Regions from separate parts of the Mus musculus genome. Here regions 1, 3 and 4 are each linked to region 2. A link is a contact called in public ChIA-PET and Hi-C data. All regions are on one chromosome and are shown on one strand. Each heading gives the region's core, a stretch centred on a gene start, on an enhancer-like site or on the middle of the called end of the contact. The rest is flanking DNA. Distances are from core to core; before and after follow the strand shown.

The links. Hi-C and Micro-C count contacts between places; a contact is called where the count stands out from the background. ChIA-PET counts read pairs in DNA pulled down with a chosen protein or histone mark.
Region 1: a contact with region 2 is called in an RNA polymerase II ChIA-PET map of memory CD8 T cells, with 10 read pairs. The contact joins two enhancer-like sites. A contact is called at or near these places in 1 of 484 Hi-C or Micro-C datasets (bone marrow-derived macrophages) and 2 of 115 datasets of contacts at active chromatin or transcription factors (effector CD8 T cells and memory CD8 T cells).
Region 3: a contact with region 2 is called in a Hi-C map of bone marrow-derived macrophages, with 19 read pairs. The contact joins two enhancer-like sites. A contact is called at or near these places in 1 of 484 Hi-C or Micro-C datasets (bone marrow-derived macrophages) and 1 of 115 datasets of contacts at active chromatin or transcription factors (embryonic basal ganglia).
Region 4: a contact with region 2 is called in an RNA polymerase II ChIA-PET map of memory CD8 T cells, with 40 read pairs. The contact joins the promoter of Ubl3 here to the enhancer-like site in region 2. A contact is called at or near these places in 1 of 39 promoter capture datasets (the C10 cell line), 10 of 115 datasets of contacts at active chromatin or transcription factors (the SCID.adh cell line, bone marrow-derived macrophages, effector CD8 T cells and 7 more) and 3 of 9 other capture datasets (adipose tissue, liver and macrophages).

The regions. Positions count from the first base shown.
Region 1 is chr5:148,494,014-148,496,713 of GRCm38.p6, forward strand. No RefSeq gene overlaps it. Among named protein-coding and RNA genes, the nearest start is that of Ubl3, 57 kb to the right of the region's middle. Within about 2 kb of position 1,423, at least 136 of the 459 cell types and tissues checked have an H3K27ac peak or open chromatin away from gene starts, as enhancers often do. A contact at or near this core is called in bone marrow-derived macrophages, effector CD8 T cells and memory CD8 T cells, where this site is marked.
Region 2 is chr5:148,819,355-148,822,054 of GRCm38.p6, forward strand. No RefSeq gene overlaps it. Among named protein-coding and RNA genes, the nearest start is that of Gm36405, 11 kb to the left of the region's middle. Within about 2 kb of position 1,252, at least 87 of the 459 cell types and tissues checked have an H3K27ac peak or open chromatin away from gene starts, as enhancers often do. A contact at or near this core is called in bone marrow-derived macrophages, effector CD8 T cells, extraembryonic endoderm stem cells and 1 more, where this site is marked.
Region 3 is chr5:148,378,306-148,381,005 of GRCm38.p6, forward strand. All of the region lies in intron 1 of Slc7a1 (solute carrier family 7 (cationic amino acid transporter, y+ system), member 1), which reads right to left. Among named protein-coding and RNA genes, the nearest start is that of Slc7a1, 20 kb to the right of the region's middle. Within about 2 kb of position 1,341, at least 86 of the 459 cell types and tissues checked have an H3K27ac peak or open chromatin away from gene starts, as enhancers often do. A contact at or near this core is called in bone marrow-derived macrophages, where this site is marked.
Region 4 is chr5:148,551,490-148,554,189 of GRCm38.p6, forward strand. It overlaps Ubl3 (ubiquitin-like 3), which reads right to left and starts at 1,299. Exons shown (of 5, transcript NM_011908.2): 1 at 464-1,299. The coding sequence starts at 490.

The DNA.
Region 1 (2,700 bases), core at 173-2,672, 330 kb before region 2:
TGGTCACAGTGGGAGCACCTGTCCTAGGAGTCAGCCAGACATCTGCCAACATGCCAGAGGGGCTTGAACATCCACATTGGTAGTCAAGAGACAGAACTGGTCTACATGCTCAGATGAATCGGTAAGGGAAATGTAGTGTATTTATTCAATAGAATTTTTATTCAGCCATCTGGAACAGTAACATTACTGGAAAATGGAAGTCATTGCATTGAACATTGAGTAAAGCAGGCCAAACTCAGAAAGACAAATGTGTGTTTTCTCTTACAGGCAAACTCTAGAGGTCAAAACCAGTAAAAGACATGTCTATGGACTTGATCCCAGAGGACAGACACACAGACACACATAGAGAAAAGCTGGGATCGGGTGAGCTTGATTCCTCTCCTGGAGCAGCACCAACAGCCTGGAACCTTCGCACGTATTTTGTACCGCACAGGGGGAGGAGCTAGCTGTTTTGGTGGGAGGGCTCTGTAGAGGGAGGAGCTAGCTGTTTTGGTGGGCGGGCTCTGTAGGAGAGGAGCTAACTGTTTTGGTAGGAGGGCTCTGTAGGTCAGCTCTCTCAGGTTGCAACAATCTGGGAACAGATCCCTACAGCTGTTAGTATTTTTGTTTTGTTCTTTTTTATTTTTTTGCATACTCTTAATGTCTACCCTAAAGAAAGACTTTGCCAGTTTCCATAGATCTGAGGCACTCGCCCTGGTCAATGATACCCATCCCTCAGGGCTTATCTGCCCCTTACATGGTCACTCAGGCCTTTCTTGGTTCCCCAGGAGACATAGAAGTAAAAGGGAGATTTTTTAGAAAGGGGGAAGGGTTGAAGAATATGATCAAAGGACATTATCTGTACGTGCTTTGAATGAGACAGCTCACAATGAAACCTACTGTTTTGTATAATTAATCTATTGCCATCAAAATCATTAGAGAAGCAAGGGATTGCGTGGACTGTGAGTATCAGCAGGCTCTTCCCCTTCATCCTGACAAGCAAAATGAGAGATAAATAAAAGGACTTCTCAAAGAAGACTTCCTAGGAGTCAAGGGGCGATATGAGATCTGAGCAGGTGGGGGAGTAGAGGATCGGGAAGATGATAGAAAGGGAAGCTTGAAGGGGCATCCTACCAGAAACGAGTGTAGGAGATCAGCTGAAGGCTGAGGGCAAGCCCACGCGGGGACATTAGCAACATTTCTCCAGCTAGGCAACAGGGTCCAGGGTCACACCAGCAGGTTTCAGCCACCCCTCCCCCACCCACGCCCATGCCATTTCCTCAAACTCTAGACTACTGTAATCAGGAAGCAAGCATGTAAAGTTGGAAAAAAAAAAAAAAAAGATCAAAGCCCTAGACGTCAGCTGAGAACCCAAGTGCTGACAAAAGAAAGCAGTACGGAAGTGAGAGGAAGTGCAAATGAAGACCATGGGACTGTTCACACACGCAGAGGAGAGACTAGACAGGCACTGAGGAAAGCCCAAGAAGAAAGGGGCGGGGCGTTGACGCAGAGGGCTGGCGAGGGGTCACGGGACTTCCACAAGGGGAGTACCAAAGTCTGGCCTGGTGGGCTCTCTGCTCTTACGGCTCTAGGAACTCCGAGATGGGGTCGGGTGTGGGGTTTGCTTTAGCCCAGGAATGTCTACCTGGCTACCTGGGCAATAGAAGAAGAGAGGAGGAGGACGGGAAGGCGTGTGCATGTGTGTGTGTGCACAAATCTTCCAGATAGAATTCAACCCATAGACTGAAGGTATACCTTGTGTTCTTGGGAATTTTGGTGCTGAAGTTTCTATGCCAAGACAAACTAGGAAATGTCCAGGTATCCAGGAACAAAAAAAAATCAATTGCAACAGAAACAACTCAGACTAGCTTGTGTTCTTTTACAATATCAAAGCTGATAGCTGGGTGTGATGCTGCATACCTTTAATCCCAGCACTCAGTTAGCAGAGGTAAGTGGATCTGAGTTCGAGGCCAGCATGGTTGACAGAGTGAGTTCCAGGGCAGCCAGGGCTACACTGAGGAACCCTGTCTTAAAAAACCCAAACCAAAAATCAAACAACAATCAAAGCCCTTAAACAACAAAGTAATGTCTACAAATCACTGAAGGGAAGGGCTACTGAGGCCGTTACCCCGTCACAAGCTGTCCATGTGATCAGAAGGCATCAGGGAGGAGCTGATGCAGACATATGGGAAGAGCATGTCAGAGCAACCTTACCGACAGAGGGCGGAATCGTCATTTTAAGCAGACCAATAGCCATGCACGGTGGGTCACATTAGTAATCCTAGTACTCAGAGGGCTGAAGCAGGAGGATAACTAGCAGTTCTAGGCAGTCTCAGTAACAGGCCCAGTCTCAGCCCAAACCACCACCATCAATAAAACCATGAAAATGACAAGAAAGACCACAGTGTAAAAAATGATTATTAATGTTTTGTATATATTAATGCTAGCAGTAATTTTTTAACCAGTTTTCCCCCCAAATAATGGTTCAGTGGTTAAAAGCACTGCCTGCTCTTCCAGAGGTCCTGAGTTCAAATCCCAGCAACCACATGGTGGCTCAGAACCATCTGTAATAGAATCTGATACCCTCTTCTGGTGTGTCTGAAAACAGCTACAGTGTACGCATATAAATATAATAAATAAATCTTTTAAAAAAGAGAATAGTTTATTGAACTCACACCCTAATACTGAACATTCCAGACCAGGAAAAAAAAAAAAAAAAAA
Region 2 (2,700 bases), core at 2-2,501:
TGACACAGGACCTCACTCTATAGCTCTGGATGGCTTGGAACTCACTCTGTTGACCAGACTGGTCTCAAATTTAGGGCAATTCTCTGGCCAGTGTTGGGAGATAAAGGTGTAAAACAACCATGAGGGGACTGAGCAGGTGTCAGACAGGGAGACAAACCAAAGAGAATGACCCCTGCTAGCACAGGTTGCGCCTTCCTTTGCTGTGTCATTGGGTAGGGTGCAAAATGGACTTGGCCACGAGCCAATAGGCAGACACGGCTCTGAGGTTCCACCCACAGTGTCCTTTGAAAGAACCTCCTCTCGGAGGAAGTCTCTTGGCAATTTGCCACTACTAGTTTACTACCGAGGCACTGTGGTTGGAAGGTGTCTCCCTCAAGTCCACATGTTGAGAATTAGGTCCTCAACACAAATACGTTGAGAAGTGAGATCTTTGGGAGGCAATCAAATCCAAATGGAGTACTGTCCTTTTGAAGGAATGGCTTCCTCACAGATGAAAACTCAGCCCATTTGCTGCTATCTCGCGCTGCCCTGCTTCCACCTTAACTACGGGAGAGCAGGGTGAAGGTGCTTAGCTGTGCACCTTCCCTGACACCGGTGCATCTGACCTTCCCAGCCTCTATGGTATAACAATTTCTGCTCTTCGTGAAACACCCAGTCTCACGTATTCTATTGCAGCAGCCTGAAACAGGGGACAGTGTGACATGCTTGTATTTGTCCTGAGTTGAGGACATTTCAGTGCTTATAGAAACCACCAAGTTCTCAACTGTTTCCTACCCAAGTCACAAATGAAGCCAATGCTCTCTACCCACACGTAGGCCACACTGTCTTTAGGAAGTGGGGTGCTGAAGGCTCAGGCCATAAAACTCCGCTTTCATGTTTTGTTGAGGGCCTTTTGGTATAAAACAGTCACCCCAAAATGACCTCATCAAAATCATTTTCTCAGAATAACCCGGCTAACCAGAGGTAATGGTGCAGCAAGTAAGTAGCATCCTGGTGCCTGGCCCGGGTGAGCCAGCATCATTGACGTAAGTGGGGGGTAGGGGGAGGTTAAGGGACATGGGGGGTATGCTCTAGCCTCCCTCTCTCCCTCCTTCCCCCTCCCCCCTCTCTCAGTGTGCCAAAGCTTAGCTGCACTGAATCATCTCAGGAGCGCCAGAAAAAACGCGATTTCCCGGGTTCACCCCTCAAGGACTTGATTGCCCGGGTCAGGCAGTGCGCCTCAGCACCGCTGATTCTGACTCACACATCCCTCCAGGTGACCGCAACACGTGGCTCCGTCAGCCAGCTCCATCCGTGAAAAGCGCGCTGCCTCTGTGACAGCTTTTCTTCTTGTCTTTATTTCGGCACTTCCCGTTTCTCCTAGCTCCGGGGAGTAGGCTTTGGTGATTAATTGCCGAGCTAACCCATTCATTACTCCTTAATAAGATGAATCCGTGTCACCAACAATAAGTCATGCTGCCTCTGCTTCCTGTCGCCTCCTGACAGGTCTCTGGTGCCATCCCGTTCTTCTCTGCAGACAATTATTGTGATAACCGCATCCAGGCCATCAAAGGTGGTTTTCAATTCGGGGGTGGCAGGCGGGGGAGGGGGGTTGGGGGGGTTTGGTTTGGCTTGAGTCGTTATCGGTCAGAATTTGTTGATGCTGCTGTTGCTCTTCTTTTTGTTGGGGGTCGAGGATGAAGGCCGTTAGAGTGAGAGCTGATGGCCAATTCATTAAATATAATCCAAGGAGACGCTGGAGAATACAGTGCTTTGAGTCCCCTGGCCCAGGGGTCAGCATCTGGCAGGACATCCCAGGAGACCACAAGCAAGGGTCTAGCATCTGTGTTTGAAGTCCAAACAAGGGGCCGCCTCCCTTTTCCCTCTTAATTTGCCTCCCATCGTTGAGCCCTCGTACCTTCTCTTTGGGGGTTTGAGCAAGTCAGTTTTCCCCACCTTTATTTATATTCAGTGTGAACTCAAAATCACTGGAACATCTGTAAGGGGGTGAATTGTGACCCTCTAAAATAGACACATATCCAAGTCTAAGCTTTTTAATGTGATTCCATCAGAAAATAAGATTGTTTCAACTGGCCAGTGGTGGTGCATGACTTTGATCCCAGCACTGGGGGGGGGGGGGTGCAGACACAGAAAGATCCCCGTGTCCAGGGCTACACAGAGAAACCTTGTCTCAGAGGGGGAAAAAAGATTGTTCCAAATGTCACTAATCACATTAAAATTAAAATAGTGCTACACAGGGCTAGTGTGGACCCTTAGTCCAATGGCTGTCATGTCTAGGTCAGAATGGACATTGTAAAGGCAGACTTACCCAGGGAGGGAAAAATACATAAAATTGGAGGTAAGGGTGCATCCAAGAGATGAGATACATCAGGGAAGGTATCGGAAGTGGCCAGAAGAGACACAGAACAAGTTATCTAGAACCTTAAAGAAAGCACAGCCTTGCAGCCCCCTTGATTTTAACATACAATTAAGAGGTATCCTTTGCTGGTTTAAGAGAGGTAGAGACTGGGGTGGCTGGAATCTAGCCTTTCTCTGATCTTTCTACCTGCGTCCTGTGGAGGAATAGAAACGAGACGCAACTTCATAAAACCATTAGGAGATGTACTGGCTGGTTTTGTGTGTCAACTTGGCACAAGCTGGAGTTATCATCAGAGAAAGGAGCTTCAGTTGGGGAAATGCCTCCATAAGATCCAGATGTGG
Region 3 (2,700 bases), core at 91-2,590, 440 kb before region 2:
CGGCACACCCAGACCATCAAGCGAAGCAAAAGACCCAAGGCAAAGGCCTGCTCCAAGATACTGGCCAACGAAATTCTCAGAGGACAAAGCTGGAAGTCCACCAAAGGCTTTTCTACTGAAATAACAGAGGTAATGCCACTGTGCTGGCTGGTTCTGTGTGTCAACTTGACACAGGCTGGAGTTATCACAGTGAAAGGAGCTTCAGTTGAGGAAATGCCTCCATGAGATCCAGCTGTGGGGCACTTCCTCAATTAGTGATCAAGCAGGGAGGGCCCCTTGTGGGTGGTGCCATCCCTGGGCTGGCAGTCCTGGGTTCTATAAGAGAGCAGGCTGAGCAAGCCAGGGGAAGCAAGCCAGTAAGTAACATCCCTCCATGGCCTCTGCATCAGCTCCTGCTTCCTGACCTGCTTGAGTTCCAGTCCTGACTTCCTTTGGTGATGAACAGCAATGTGGAAGTGTAAGCTGAATAAACCCTTTCCTCCCCAACTTGCTTCTTGGTCATGATATTTACGCAGGAATAGAAACCCTGACTAAGACAGCCACTTTGTGCCCGCCTTCCACCCCCAACAGTGACATTCACCCTGGCAGTGCTTCCAGGATGCTCCATGACCTTGACCATGGCCCATGACCTTGACCATGGTCCACACACATCCTGTGGTATCTGGAAGGTGCTGCTGAGCCTTTCCTGGAAAGACGGTACCAGGCAACAAGCTCTAAATCCCTCACTAATGTAAACACCCCACACACTGCTCAGGCACCCATGTATTTTGGATATGTCTTTCAAAACACTATTCCTCTGAATTTGAGCACCAAGAGATCTTCCAGAGGATAGGCGCTGGAGATATGGCTCAGTGGTTAAGAGCACCAACTGCTCTTCCAGAGGTCCTGAGTTCAATTCTCAGCAACCACGTGGTGGCTCACAACCATCTGTAATGGGATTTTTTTTTTAAGCATAAGTCTAAGGTAACTATGCCCTGAATGTAGCATCATTATGTTCCAAGTGTAACTAAAAAGAAAATTCCCAAATCATTCAAGTTATTCTGGGTTCTAGGTGGTAGTAAGCATACTGGGCTTTATTTAACCATCTGTTGTCAAGGAGGGGTTGGGGGAGATATGAAAAATATAGTCACCACAAATTTAACTGGGCACCTAGTATTTTAACTTGATGTATGTTGTTGGCAGCCCTGGTCTCACTCCACCTTGCGAGGCCTAGACCCTGAGCCGGCGGTGGCAGCTGCCTCCTGCAAAGGCACATTCCCCAGATCAAGAGAGCGACCAACAGCTTCCTCTTTTAACTGGTGGGGCTGAAGGGAGGCGCTACACACGTGGCAGAGGAGCCTACTTCAGCGAATCAGCCAAGGAAGGAATAGCCAATCACACAAATTATTTCAGAAACACAAAGGAGGGTGGGGGCAAAGCAAAGGAGGGTGGATCAAAAAGAGGAACTAGGAAAGGTTGCCACCAAGCATTGGCTGCGTGTTTAAAGGGATGAAAGTCATTGCCACAATGTGTCACTCCCGAGAGCTCACTTGGTCTACGGAAATGGGGTGCACACCAACTGCTTGTGTTATCACAGTTATCCACAGAACCCCGAGAAGGACGTATGGCCACCAGGGGCAGACACTTGCTAGCTAAGAGCGTCACCTTGGGGCACTGTATCGCTGACTTTCCTCATCACTGACAAAAATCCCCTAATGGAAGCAATTTAAGGATGAATGGCTTTTTGGCACATGACTTGGGGGGTGCAGTTCATCATAGTGGGGAAGCCATGGTGGCAAGAATGGAAGGTGAGGGTCAGAGTCCATAGTCGGGAGGCAAAGAGCATTTTAATTGTATTTTATGTGTTTTGCCTGAGTATGTCCGGGCACCCTGTGCATGCAATGCCTGTGGAGGCCAGCAGAGGGCGTTGGACCACCTGGAACTGGAGTTACAGACCTTTATGAACTGCCGTGTAAGAGCTGGGAATTGAACCCAGGTCCTCTGCAAGAGCAACCAGTGCTACTTTTTTTTTTTTTTTTTTTGTGGTTTTTCGAGACAGTGTTTCTCTGTGTGTAGCTCTGGCTGTCCTGGAACTCAAGTTTGAAGACCAGGCTGGCCTCGAACCCACGGATATCCACCTGCCTCTGCCTCCTGAGTGCATGCATCGCCACCTAGCCACAAACAGTGTCCTTAATCTCAGAGCTACCTCGTCCTTTCTTTCCCATTTATTCAGTCAGGACCCCAGGTCACAGAATGCTGCCACCCACATCTAGGGTGAGTCTTCCCCCTTTTTTTTTCCCCATTTTTTATTAGGTATTTAGCTCATTTACATTTCCAATGCTATACCAAAAGTCCCCCATACCCACCCACCCCCACTCCCCTACCCACCCACTCCCCCTTTTTGGCCCTGGCGTTCCCCTGTACTGGGGCATATAAAGTTTAAACCTTCCCAGAAATAAATGCCCTGCGCGAGTACACATCTCTTAGGTGTCGAGGTCCAGTCAAGCTGGTGGTGACCAACAGTCACAGACTCTTAACCAACACCTGCTGCCGTAATGAATACAGGAACAGATGCTTAAGAGCAGAGGTCTAGAAACCCGACACCTGACAAACTATAAGTTACCACCTCCAAGGACTCCTGGAAGAATTACGTTCTTGCTAAGGTTTATCTGCAGTACAAACCCCGAGTGCCTATAAATAAAAAAACCAAACAAACAGAAC
Region 4 (2,700 bases), core at 49-2,548, 270 kb before region 2:
ACAGCCTCTTCCTACCCTAGGTATCCAGCTCGCCGCCCGTCCCCGGCCGTGTCCACACAGCCCTTGACGTTTTCCCGAAGCGTTTAAATCCAAGCCTTGAAAGCCTTCTAGCAATCGGGAAGGAATTTCCTCCGCTTCCACTGCATTTCCCTGCCTCCGGCGACTTAGGAAACACAACCGAACCAGTGACTCCCAGTGGTTTTAAAAAAAAGAAGAAGAAAAAAAGAAAGAAAAAGCTGCAAAACCACACCAAAAACCAGTGCTTCCTAAAAGAAAAGGGGGGAGGGGGGCAGAAGAGCCAACTTCTCCAAAGCCAAGTAGATTGGCTTTTCCAGAAGTGCCCCCCATTTCTCACCCCCGCCGGGCCCCAGAAACCTTCGCCCCGACGCCAGCGTCGTCTTCCGATTAAATAAGATTGGAAACCACACTACAATCCGAACGTCGGAACTTATCGTTCACTTACCATATCCGCCGGGACATGACTGGACATCTTGCCTTTTGAGAGTGGGCCAGAGGTTTACGCAGAAAACAAAACAAAAAGCAAGAGCAGAAGTGCTGGAACTACGGAAAAAATAAAAAAGAACCTTCACAATTCTGATCGGTTTGTGCTGAGCTTTTCCCAAAAATGAAAAAAAAAATAAAAATTAAAAAAAAAAGTAGAAGTTACGTGGGAGCACAAGAGCTTCTGGGGCGAGAGGCGCGAGGGGAGCCGATCGTCAGCAGCAGTAGCAGCTCCAGGACCCGCCGCGCCAGGTGGACAGAGCCGAGTGACACACGGACATGGAGCGGGGTGGGAGGGGGTTAAATGCGCCGTCCTCTTTCCCCGGCCCAGGCGGTGATTCACACGCGCTCGCGACTCAGGTCCTCATTAAAGCCCCGGCGACGAAGTGTACAGATAACTATGTGGCTACACATCGAGCGCCGAGCTGAAAGCGGCCGGGGCCGCCGAGAAGCTCAGCGCGCGCCGCGGGGCCGCACAGCCGGGCTGCGCGCAGCCGCGCTCAAGGGCATCGACCTCGCCAGCCGCCGAGCCGAGCCGAGCCGAACTGGGCCGAGCCGAACCGAGCGCAGCGCCGGGGGGGCTCAGGCCGCGGGCGCCTCAGCGCAGCCGCGCCGGTCGGGCCGCATCGCGTCTGGGCTCCGGCCGCCTCCGCCTCGCTGCCTGCCTTCCGCAGCGTCTTCCGGGGGCTCCTCCCTTAGCTTGGGAACAGCTCCCCCTCAGAGCCCTGACTCTCCGCCTCCTCCTCCACTTCTCAATCCCACACGCCCCGGCCGCCTCCTGTCATCGCCTCAGCCCAACATGGCGGCGGTGGCCCCTGCTGGTGCCCGAGAGCCGACTTGGGAATAGCGCCCCCCACCTCCCCCGCCCCCGTCTGCGCTTGTTCCGTTCGTCACAACGGAGCCCTCTCGGAGCATCATGGGAAATGTAGTTTGTGCAGGTGAGGGGAAGGGGCCTCCGGGGCGTCCTTGCCCGCATCGATGCCACGCCCCCGCATAGCAACAGTTGCTAGGAAAGGATAGCGCCCTTGTCTCGGTTCAGTTTAGAGGCTCTTGCTCTGGAGTCAGTCCCTACCTGTGTCCAGAAATGCCATGATCACGCGGATTGTTGGAGGAAAACAACTTGCACGGAGAAATTCCCTCGCGCACTGTGTAGACACAGTTAAAATAGGACACACCGTGGTGCAGAAGCATGTGTTTTAATCATTGCAAGTTCTCCACATCCTGCAATCTCAAACCATTTTATTGAGTGAGTTAATCTTTAGGTCTCCTCAACATGACAGTTTGAAGATCAGAAACAATCATTGATTTCCAATAAGGCCGTGGAAGTTCAACAGAAACAAGACTCTTGTGAAGCAGAGGCAATGTCTGAACACACGTTTCCTGAAGTCCTAGGGCCATAAAGCTGCAATCCGCTTAATTGAAATGACCAGAAACTATATAGTGGTAGTGGAGACTACATGTAGATTCACCACTTCCCAGCCTAGCCCCTGTTTGACCCGGTGACGTAATTGTATTGTGAATTTAAAACAGCATAATATAATGCCGATGCTAGAATATTTAGGTGAAAAAATAATGTCTACCACGGATCTAGGATCAGAATACAGAAACCACAAGTATTCAGTTGAGCCTTATTCATATCTCAGACCTTTCGGAAGGGCAGTCTCCACACGATACTATTACACCCACCTACAGTTGTGACCTCACCTAAAGGCAGCCTTGCCTACCTTCCAGGGCTAAAGTCTGGGTGCTGTTAAGGATGATTTCATGCATGGCACATACATCGTTTTGTAAATAACAGCACATCTTCTGACGTGAACGGTGGCTACTCATCCTCTTTCTCTCTCGACGCACAGGTGCACCACAGGCTCTGCGGCCACTGAGAGTTCAGACGTGAGCTATGCAGTCCCTGTTGTCTAGGAGCCTGCGTCATTCCCCAGAACCATCTCCCCAGTCACGTGTTCCCTCATCGGACGGGAACTCACGGGACACTTCAGAGGACCTACTTGTCTCTTGAGTGGCGGCCTGGCTGAAGGCATTCCATACACTCCTAGGAGCCTACATCACAGACCCAACTCCCTAAGAATCCAAACGTAGAGGAAAACAGAGGCCCAGGCTCACCCCAATGTGGCTTCCCTATTTCAGCATCTGTGGGTTCCATGGTTTTCTACTCTTAATGTAGTTTCTCTCCGTGTGTGTTTA